Linked DNA regions of Mus musculus: all the other regions are linked to region 2. The links are chromatin contacts, called in public ChIA-PET maps. All regions are on one chromosome and are shown on one strand. The core of a region is the stretch at or near the end of the contact, and the rest is flanking DNA. Distances in the headings are between cores, read along the strand shown. Region 1 overlaps Erp44 (endoplasmic reticulum protein 44). Region 2 overlaps Nr4a3 (nuclear receptor subfamily 4, group A, member 3). Region 3 holds the start of Erp44 (endoplasmic reticulum protein 44).

Region 1 (2,700 bases), core at 93-2,592, 170 kb before region 2:
ACATCATTATCACAGACAGTGAAAGCAGTACGAGGGCTGTCCAGGCAGGTCCTCCAGGCTCTGTCTGAGATGAATGCTGGTTAGAGTCACTGAGCTTAGTTTTATATCAGCACTTTCAGAATGGCTGAATAAATTCATAATTTTCCTAGTTATTTACAAACTATTTGGAAGTATAAGAATTCTCTGACCAATTTTTAGGCTGGGGAAGTTAATATTTCTATTTTATTGTTCTAATAAATAATGAAGGTCAGAATAGCTAATAATGATTAAATCAATTGATAGATGATTTTCTAAAAACAGGTAGAGCCAACTTTATTACTGTTTTAGACTGCTTTATTTTTTTATGGAATTGTTAATTTTACATTTTTAAATTTTCAGGTAACTTCAATTTTTACACCTATAACAGCTGAAATAGCAAGTCTTGATTCAGAGAATATAGATGAAATTTTAAGTAAGTATCTTGATTTTTTTTTAAAGTATGTTTTCTTCTCTATAAATAAATTATAAATAAAATTTCAATTATCTATAGTAGATAACAAGCTGAGATTCTGGCTCATTTCACTGATTGTATAAAAGTACTTTAGGTTTTGATTATTAGTAAAATTTCTTAAAGTGTGTCCTTCTTTCCTGTTTTGTAAGACATCTAACTTGTTTGTCTTGTTGTAGATAGCATTTCTGACAGTGCATGAGGTGTCTCATAAGGCCTGCAGTTGTCACTTTACACTCTGAATATTAAGAGCCATAGAGAAGAGCCAAGAATTTCTTTCTTTCATTTTAATTAAATGACTTATTCACCCATCTTTTTAATAACATCCAGTTAAGTTCAGTAATTGTTATACTGACTATATTATTTACTGATACTGTAATTATAGATAGAATTAACTTGGGGGATATTCTGATTTTTACAGATACTAAAGAAAAGGTCAAGGCATGGTTGATATGGTGGGTGATTACAATATAGGAGATTTTAAAATGTCTGCAGTGTCCATAAATCGTCCTTCTTTAAAAAAAAAACAAAAACCAAAAAACTAAAACCAAAAATGCCATGTCACTGGTTTGCATATGACCAAACCCAAAAGTATTTGAGATGAAGAGGAAATAAAATTACCTACATTGGTTTATGTTTGTGGAGCTTTAACTGTCAAAAGACGCTATTGCCACCTCATGAGCTCTCTAGAGCAGCATCTATATACCAGGTCTTATTACTCTCCGTGCTGCTTGGGCAGCTCCAGTTCCTGGCAGAAGCTGCTGGACCGCACCTAATTTACATTTCTGTGAGTTCCTGTGTGATGGTGGAACTTCTGGTCCAGAAACCAGTTTGTGAGTCACAGCTTGAGTGAACATGCAAGTGAACCAAAAATGTGAGAGGAAAAGGGGAAGGAGCCTGGAGTATGCACTTTTCTCATCCCTGTCACCGTCCAGATTCTGAAACATCTTTGTGTATTGTTTTCATGAGTTCTGAAAGAGGTTGTTGTTGTTGTTGTTATTAAATTTATTTATCATTTTACAACCCAGTATCAGTCCTTCCTCTCCTAGTACCCCCTCATGCAAGTCCCCTTAGAAGGAGAAGTCCCTCTCTGGGTGTCAACCCCCCCCCCCCCCCCGGCCTCCTCTCCCCATATATACACACATCAAGTCACAGAAGGACTAGGCACATCCTCTCCCACTGATGTCAGAAAAGGTTGTTCTTTTAGAGGTGTGGGATCCACAGGCAGGCAACAGGTTCAGGGACAGCCCCTGCTCCACTTGTTTGGGGGACCTGAATGACAACTAAGCTGCTCATCTGCTACATATGTTCAGGGGACCTCGGTCCAGCCCGTGCCCACTCTTTGGTTGGTGATTCAGTGTCGGGGAGTCCCTGTTCTCTTCAGGTCCCTCAGTTTTTCTCCCAAGCTCTATCAACTGTTTGGGTGTGTCTCTGCATCTCTTTCCATTGTGGAGCCTCTCAGAGGACAGTTATGCTAGGTTCCTGTCTGCAAGCATAACAAACAGAATTTCTATTATTAATAGTTTCAGGGATTGGTTCTTGCCCATGGAATGGGTCTCAATTTCAGGCAGTCACTGGTTGGCCATTTAAGTTTTTCTGAGTTGGGTTTAATCAAAAGAAGCAATAGTGTGTCTTTCTCGAGTCCTTACGTCCAAAGATTCAAATAATGGTGAGATTTTGTGTGACAGAGTATTATTAAGTAGGTAGGAACTAGGAAAAGTGGATTTTATAATGCAGCAAGGTAGATGTCTGAGAATGAGACATAGGTAATTGATCAGATCTCTTCAGTGAAGAATTCACCTTGCAGAACTGGTTCCCAGTTACTATGTGTATGAAATATTTAAAAATGGATTATTAAGTAAGCTCCAGGCGATCCTCCTTTACGAGGATGGATTGCTGAGTTTACATTGCGACCCAGGACGGGGTAGAGAAAGGGTTAAGTTATATATAAGCCAACCTTTCTGTATGGCTTTCTGGATGAGTGGTAGCTATTATCTCAAAGCTTTAACTGACTGTTTATAAATGGAAAATATCATGATAAAAATTGTATTTTTAAGTATGTCAATATAGACACAAATAACTTTGTTTTTGTTTTTAAATTTCAGATAATGCTGATGTTGCTTTAGTAAATTTTTATGCTGACTGGTAAGTAATCTTGTTTTAGTTTGGGGGTGGTTTCCCTTTCCACCTCTCTTTTCTTCTTTCCTTCTTTT
Region 2 (2,700 bases), core at 120-2,619:
GAAGATCCAAGTCATTTAGGAAATGACTAAGTGATACTCAGCGTGAAAGTTGCTCAAATGAAAAGAATGAGCTGGGAGCCCTTAAGAAGCTCCGGTACTAAAGAACTTTCCAAACTCCCAGACTTCCCAGGCAGAAGCCCCCCTCTTCGTGCCTCTCAGCTCTGTCAGTTGTGAGCTGGGTGACTTTGGGGCGTTTCCACACTTGTGAAAGAGGGCTAAAAATGCCAGTTGCTTTTTGTCTTGCTCTGAGAATGAAATGATCTTTACATAGCAAGTACTTGGAATAATGTCAGGTACTTGGAATATAGTAGACACTTAATAAATACTTGCAAATACGCTGTTTTTAAAACTCCATTCATTACCTTTCGTGCCAGCCATGGCTCTGAGTTCATCTGCTAATGGTACAGAAATCTCCCTTCTCCCAAACTCATAATAACCTCTGGGGATTCCTTCCCTGGGGTCCTATTCCAGAATCTTTAGTTACTCTCTGTGTGGTGTTCCTTGCATCTGTGTTTTCTCAATGAGAATTTCCTCTGGACAAGATCTCTAATATCTGCTGCCTGCGTTGTTTTAATTGCTTTTGACTGGCTTCCTTGCTGTGATCCATCCCAGGTACTTCCAGATTTATTAAGCAACACTAAAACCACATATGTGAAACTCTTGGCATAGTGCCAGGTACGGTCTAAAAAAATATTAGCTATCATTAATGTTAAAGAGTCCTAATTGACAATAGGTTCCGTTGTTCCTCAAGAGTGGCTCGCATCCCAGAGGAGTCAACAAAGCCCAGGAACCTCTGAGAAACGCACAACCGTAGGCCCTGCTCCAGGCCCACACAACTAGCATATGTAACTTAACCCTATGTCCAATGCTCTGTATGCCGGGTGGAGAAGCTCAGCCCTAGGGAGTCCTTGCCCTCAAAGCTGCTGGGCAGCATCTCTATCCTATGTTCACCTCATCTCGGTAAACCCCGTTTCCCAAGGCATCTTATTTTACTGCCTATGAGAGCCCTCTCCCAAAGAAGCTTGTTCCCACGTCAATGTTCGATGCTGGTTTCTTACATTGAGCTAACGTTTGCTATTTCACAGTTCACACTTCTGCCTCTTGGTTGATAAGAGAAGCCCCAGGATCTCCTCCTCAGAGCAGAAGGCAGTGCATAGAGACAGGGACGGATAGCATTCAACAGTAGCCCATCCCCCCAAGCCAGCTTTCTTGAGCAGGTCTTGGGCCACTGGCCAACTTTGAGATGATGACACAGTTCTAGCCAAGGAGGAAGAAAAAAAAATGGGGCTGTTCCGGAGACAGCAAACATGTAACAGGACTTCCTGCTCTGAGCCCCTCCTCTGTCTCTAGGAAGTCACACTGCTGCCACTTATTGAACCATGTGTCCTCTGCCAACTGCTGGCCAGCCCCAGAACCCACACTGGTCAGGGAGCCACAAGTTAGGTCGAGGTGCACAAAGCTGTCTTTTCTGTCTGTCTTTCTAAGACTATGGACTCCTTAAAGGGAAGGGACTCTGCGCCTGGCATGTGGCAGAGCGCCACAGACACCGACTGAATTAATCTAAGTGAAATTAGGCATCTCTCAGGGAGTCAGGCTATTTTCTAATAACAATGGTGGGCTAAAAATTATTTAGATTTTCCTAATTTGAGAGACTTGCTGATATTTGATATTTACAACACACGTGTTCGGTGAATACGGGTCATGCACCAGACAGCAGGATTTAGACTTTTGTTTGGGCCCCCAAAGTATATCCCAAGTGTGGCCATGTGAAGACCTGAACTCAGACCTTTAATCTCCACATCCATACTTGCCCTTGCCACATGGCTGATAGCTCTATTTGATGGAAAAATCAGAATGGCCAGATATTTAAAGCAAGCAGACATGCTCTGGAGCGACAGGGTGAGGGATCAGCCAAGTGCTGATCTCACACTGCCCCTAGATCTGCCTTTCTTCCATCTTAGAGGTCATGTTCCAAGAAGACCAGGAAAAATAGATAGAAGAGAAAGAACTCATTGTTCTACCTTGAATCTATAAAACAACACCTTGGGAAATTAAAAAAAAAACAAAAAACAAAACTCCACTTGGGCATCAAAATTTCTTCTGCTATTGGCTCCAAAGGACCCTTTAGAACATATTCCCCTATCGATCACTGGATAGGAAATTCATGCTTATACCCCAAGGTTATAGTTCATAGTAACAAGGCAAATATCCCAATGAGTCAGTTGTTTCACTGAAAAGCCTTTACATTTTCCCAGAGCCCAGAGACTGTGTGCAAGCTGGTGCCCCGGGAGGTGGCAACACTATCTTCCAGAGTAGATTCCTGCCTCTGCTCTCACGTTTGCTTCAGAACAGGAAGTCGTTCAGAATCATTGCTTGGACTCCTTGAAATGCTCTCCTCTTTCCGCTCTGGTCATGTATATGATTAAATCCATGAAGAAAGCACTTTGACTGTCCATGATTTCCCCACAACTGTGCTGGGCTGTTTTATGGTCATGCCCTGGATCTCTGGTTTCCCTGGTTTAGAGTGACCTTTTCATCGAAATGCTACTGCGTTAGGAAGTTATTCATGACCAGCACATTGAGTGTTCTTAATTCCCCATAACGTACCGTTTACCCAGACTTCCTCTTCACTGAACCTATCCCTTCAGAAACCTAAACATTGCCAGACATAGTGGCTTCTGCCTCTAAACCTAGAACTCT
Region 3 (2,700 bases), core at 188-2,687, 200 kb before region 2:
CTTGGGTTTGGTCAGAGAACATGATGAATGTTACATTGATAAGGCCACTGCCTTAGGAAATAGTGGGTTTAAGTATTGGCTCCACTACACTTTAATTTTGTCTCCCTGGGAAAGCCATTCCTCTAGGTGCTGTTGCTAGTTCTTCATCATTTTCTTCTTCTTCTTCTTCTTCTTCTTCTTCTTCTTCTTCTTCTTCTTCTTCTTCTTTCTCCTCCTCCTCCTCTTCCTCCTCCTCCTTCTTCTCCTTTAGCAGAGATGCTCATTTCCTTGTTGTCCCCACCCCAATAAATAATTTTTTATAGAAAGAAATCAAAGCCACTTTGTTAGTGCTTTAAAATGTATCATCATCATTAAATAATTATAAAATAAGCCTGTGCAATAAACACTCTAATTACTGCTATGCAAACGTAGTGGTGCTGAGCTCACACACAGAAAAAAGAAATTCTGCTTAGGAAGAAAGATTTGGTGACTGTGACAGATGTCAGGGGAATCAAATGTCAGAAGTGGTGACACTTGAGATGGCAAGCCAGAAAGAAAAAGGGTAAGGCCACTTCAGGCAGCAGGAAGGCTGAAGCAAAGAACTGGAGTAGGGAGAATCACAAATGAAGAATGCCTCCTAAGTAGTGATGATGTGGCTAACTTTCCAGGCACGTGGATCTAGCTGGATGTTCACAGAAGATTCTGGAAAGCTACCATACACCAAGTTAAAATCCTTTATTACTTGGTTACTTCGTAATTGTACTGTAAGAAGTGGTCACGGCCACTTGGGCACTGCGCTTTACAGTTTACAGCATGCTTTCCCATCCCTGTTCTCTTCGTTTCACGGACCCTCTGAAACAACCCTGGGTAAGTGATTGACCGAAGCCCCAGTGGTGATTCTCCTTATATAACGGAGGAAGTAGCACAGAAAGAAGAGGCAGCAGCTTGGAGGCCAGGGATGGAGGCTCAGGCCACACCTCAGATCAGGCGGGCCAAGAAAACGCAGCAGCAGCCCGGGGCGGTGCTCTCCATCCTACCCGAGCCGCCGATGCTGGACCGCTTCCTACTCACCCCTGACTCCAAGAATGGCGTCCCGGGGCCGCCCCAGGAGGCACAACCCTCACGGGGCCGCCCCTACCGCCAAGCCAGGCCACTGCGCCCACAGGAACAGACCCCAGGACACTAGAGCCCGGGAGCTCTGAAGAAGTAGCCTGGGGCTCCAGGCTGCACAGCCCTCTGGGAATTGTAGTTCCCGTCCCGGAGGCACAGAGGTACGCGGTCCCTTCCAATCCCGAAGAGCCCCGCGCACAGATGGCTTGGCCGTCGTGGGCACAGGGCTTACTGGGAAAGAGAGTCCCAGCTCTCCGATGACATGGTCAATGAAACTACAGTATGGACTACATTTCCCGACGTGCTTCGAGATGGGCAGGACCCGGAAGTGAGGGCGTGAGAGGCCTCTCTGGAAGTTGTCCCGGGTGTTCGCCGCTGGAGCTCCGGGTCGAGAGGACGAGGTGCCGCTGCCGCCGGCCCCGGAGCCCAGCCCTTTTCTAGCCCGGTCCAGTCCCAGCCGCCACCTCCTGACCCCGCCGTCGACCCCGTCGTTACCATGAATCCTGCGGTCTTCCTGTCTTTAGCAGACCTCAGATGCTCCTTGCTGCTCCTGGTGAGTGTATGTCGGGGTGACAAACCCTCCGACTGTGTCCCTGAACGCCTCCCGCCCTCCGCGAGGGGGAACGGTGCAGCCCCCTGCTTGCCTCGACTCTCCTCCGCTGGCGAGGCGTGCACCCCCGGGCACTACCTTCACTTTGGCCGTTCTTTTGGCTCCTTAAGCCTGCGGTCCACAAGGCCTGCGAAAGCACAGTCAGGGCTTGGAACCTGCAAATAGGAGAATTCGCCTTGGGGGGAGTGAGTGATCCGTGGGAGGGAGGTCACCGCTGAGGCCCCTGGAGTTCGTTTCAGTTTTGTGGACGTTGAGGACCTGCTTGGGGCACCAGAATCCTAAGGGACCTAGGGTACACCTAATGTTTTCTCCCACATGGAGGGGCGTTAGAAGCCGACAGGTGTTGGGGTCGTGTGAATCTCTCTCTGGATCCTTGAAACCGGCTGGCAAAGCCCTCTGTTGTGGCTTAATGTGATTGGTTGGAAACCCGGAACTGGAGTCTGGTTTGGTGTCGACTGGGAGAATAGGAATTTGAAAAGGTGGAGGATGTGATTATCTGACAGGCTCTGCTAGAGCCTCCTGCTAGCCTTGTTGCAACCTCTGCACCCTAGAAGCATACATAAATCTTGGTCAGTGCTCTGAACTGGAGAATAACCAGCTCTCCTGCATACCTAGGTGCTTGGTACTTCCCTGCCTGCCCAACACCATCCCATCTTAGAAAAGAATCTTCCCCCAGTTCTTCTTCTGAAGTCTATCTTGAGTATGCAACTTACTTGGCCTCTTCTTAAGGTCAAATTGAGACAAAAACTGAAGGTCTAACTCCATATGTGAACATGAGAGGAATTTAATTGGACCGTAATGACAGCATTTGAGAATACTTGAATTGTGGTAGATTCTTAGAAAGCTAAGATTAGCATCATTGAATATAAATTACTTTCTTCACAGCTTAAGAATAATAATTAACTTGCAAGAAGCTGTGTAGTTGGTTACAGGCGAAACTGAGTCTAGAAATAGATTTCTTAATTTGTAGTGTGTATTCCCCCGTATCACATAAAAAGTTT

Evidence for each region. ChIA-PET counts read pairs in DNA pulled down with a chosen protein or histone mark.
Region 1: a contact with region 2 is called in an RNA polymerase II ChIA-PET map of memory CD8 T cells, with 9 read pairs. The contact joins two enhancer-like sites. A contact is called at or near these places in 1 of 484 Hi-C or Micro-C datasets (nephron progenitors), 1 of 115 datasets of contacts at active chromatin or transcription factors (memory CD8 T cells) and 1 of 9 other capture datasets (adipose tissue).
Region 3: a contact with region 2 is called in an RNA polymerase II ChIA-PET map of memory CD8 T cells, with 47 read pairs. The contact joins the promoter of Erp44 here to the enhancer-like site in region 2. A contact is called at or near these places in 2 of 39 promoter capture datasets (hippocampal neurons and pre-B cells), 1 of 484 Hi-C or Micro-C datasets (natural killer cells), 3 of 115 datasets of contacts at active chromatin or transcription factors (bone marrow-derived macrophages, effector CD8 T cells and memory CD8 T cells) and 2 of 9 other capture datasets (adipose tissue and liver).

What each region holds. Positions count from the first base shown.
Region 1 is chr4:48,241,228-48,243,927 of GRCm38.p6, reverse strand. Erp44 (endoplasmic reticulum protein 44) reads left to right here. Exons shown (of 12, transcript NM_029572.3): 2 at 379-451; 3 at 2,593-2,632. Among named protein-coding and RNA genes, the nearest start is that of Mir1958, 29 kb to the right of the region's middle. Within about 2 kb of position 1,342, at least 21 of the 459 cell types and tissues checked have an H3K27ac peak or open chromatin away from gene starts, as enhancers often do. A contact at or near this core is called in memory CD8 T cells, where this site is marked.
Region 2 is chr4:48,075,465-48,078,164 of GRCm38.p6, reverse strand. All of the region lies in intron 7 of Nr4a3 (nuclear receptor subfamily 4, group A, member 3), which reads right to left. Among named protein-coding and RNA genes, the nearest start is that of Nr4a3, 32 kb to the right of the region's middle. Within about 2 kb of position 1,369, at least 36 of the 459 cell types and tissues checked have an H3K27ac peak or open chromatin away from gene starts, as enhancers often do. A contact at or near this core is called in effector CD8 T cells, memory CD8 T cells, natural killer cells and 1 more, where this site is marked.
Region 3 is chr4:48,278,326-48,281,025 of GRCm38.p6, reverse strand. Erp44 (endoplasmic reticulum protein 44) reads left to right here and starts at 1,437. Exons shown (of 12, transcript NM_029572.3): 1 at 1,437-1,642. The coding sequence starts at 1,586. Invs (inversin) reads right to left here and starts at 1,266. Exons shown (of 17, transcript NM_010569.4): 1 at 1,051-1,266.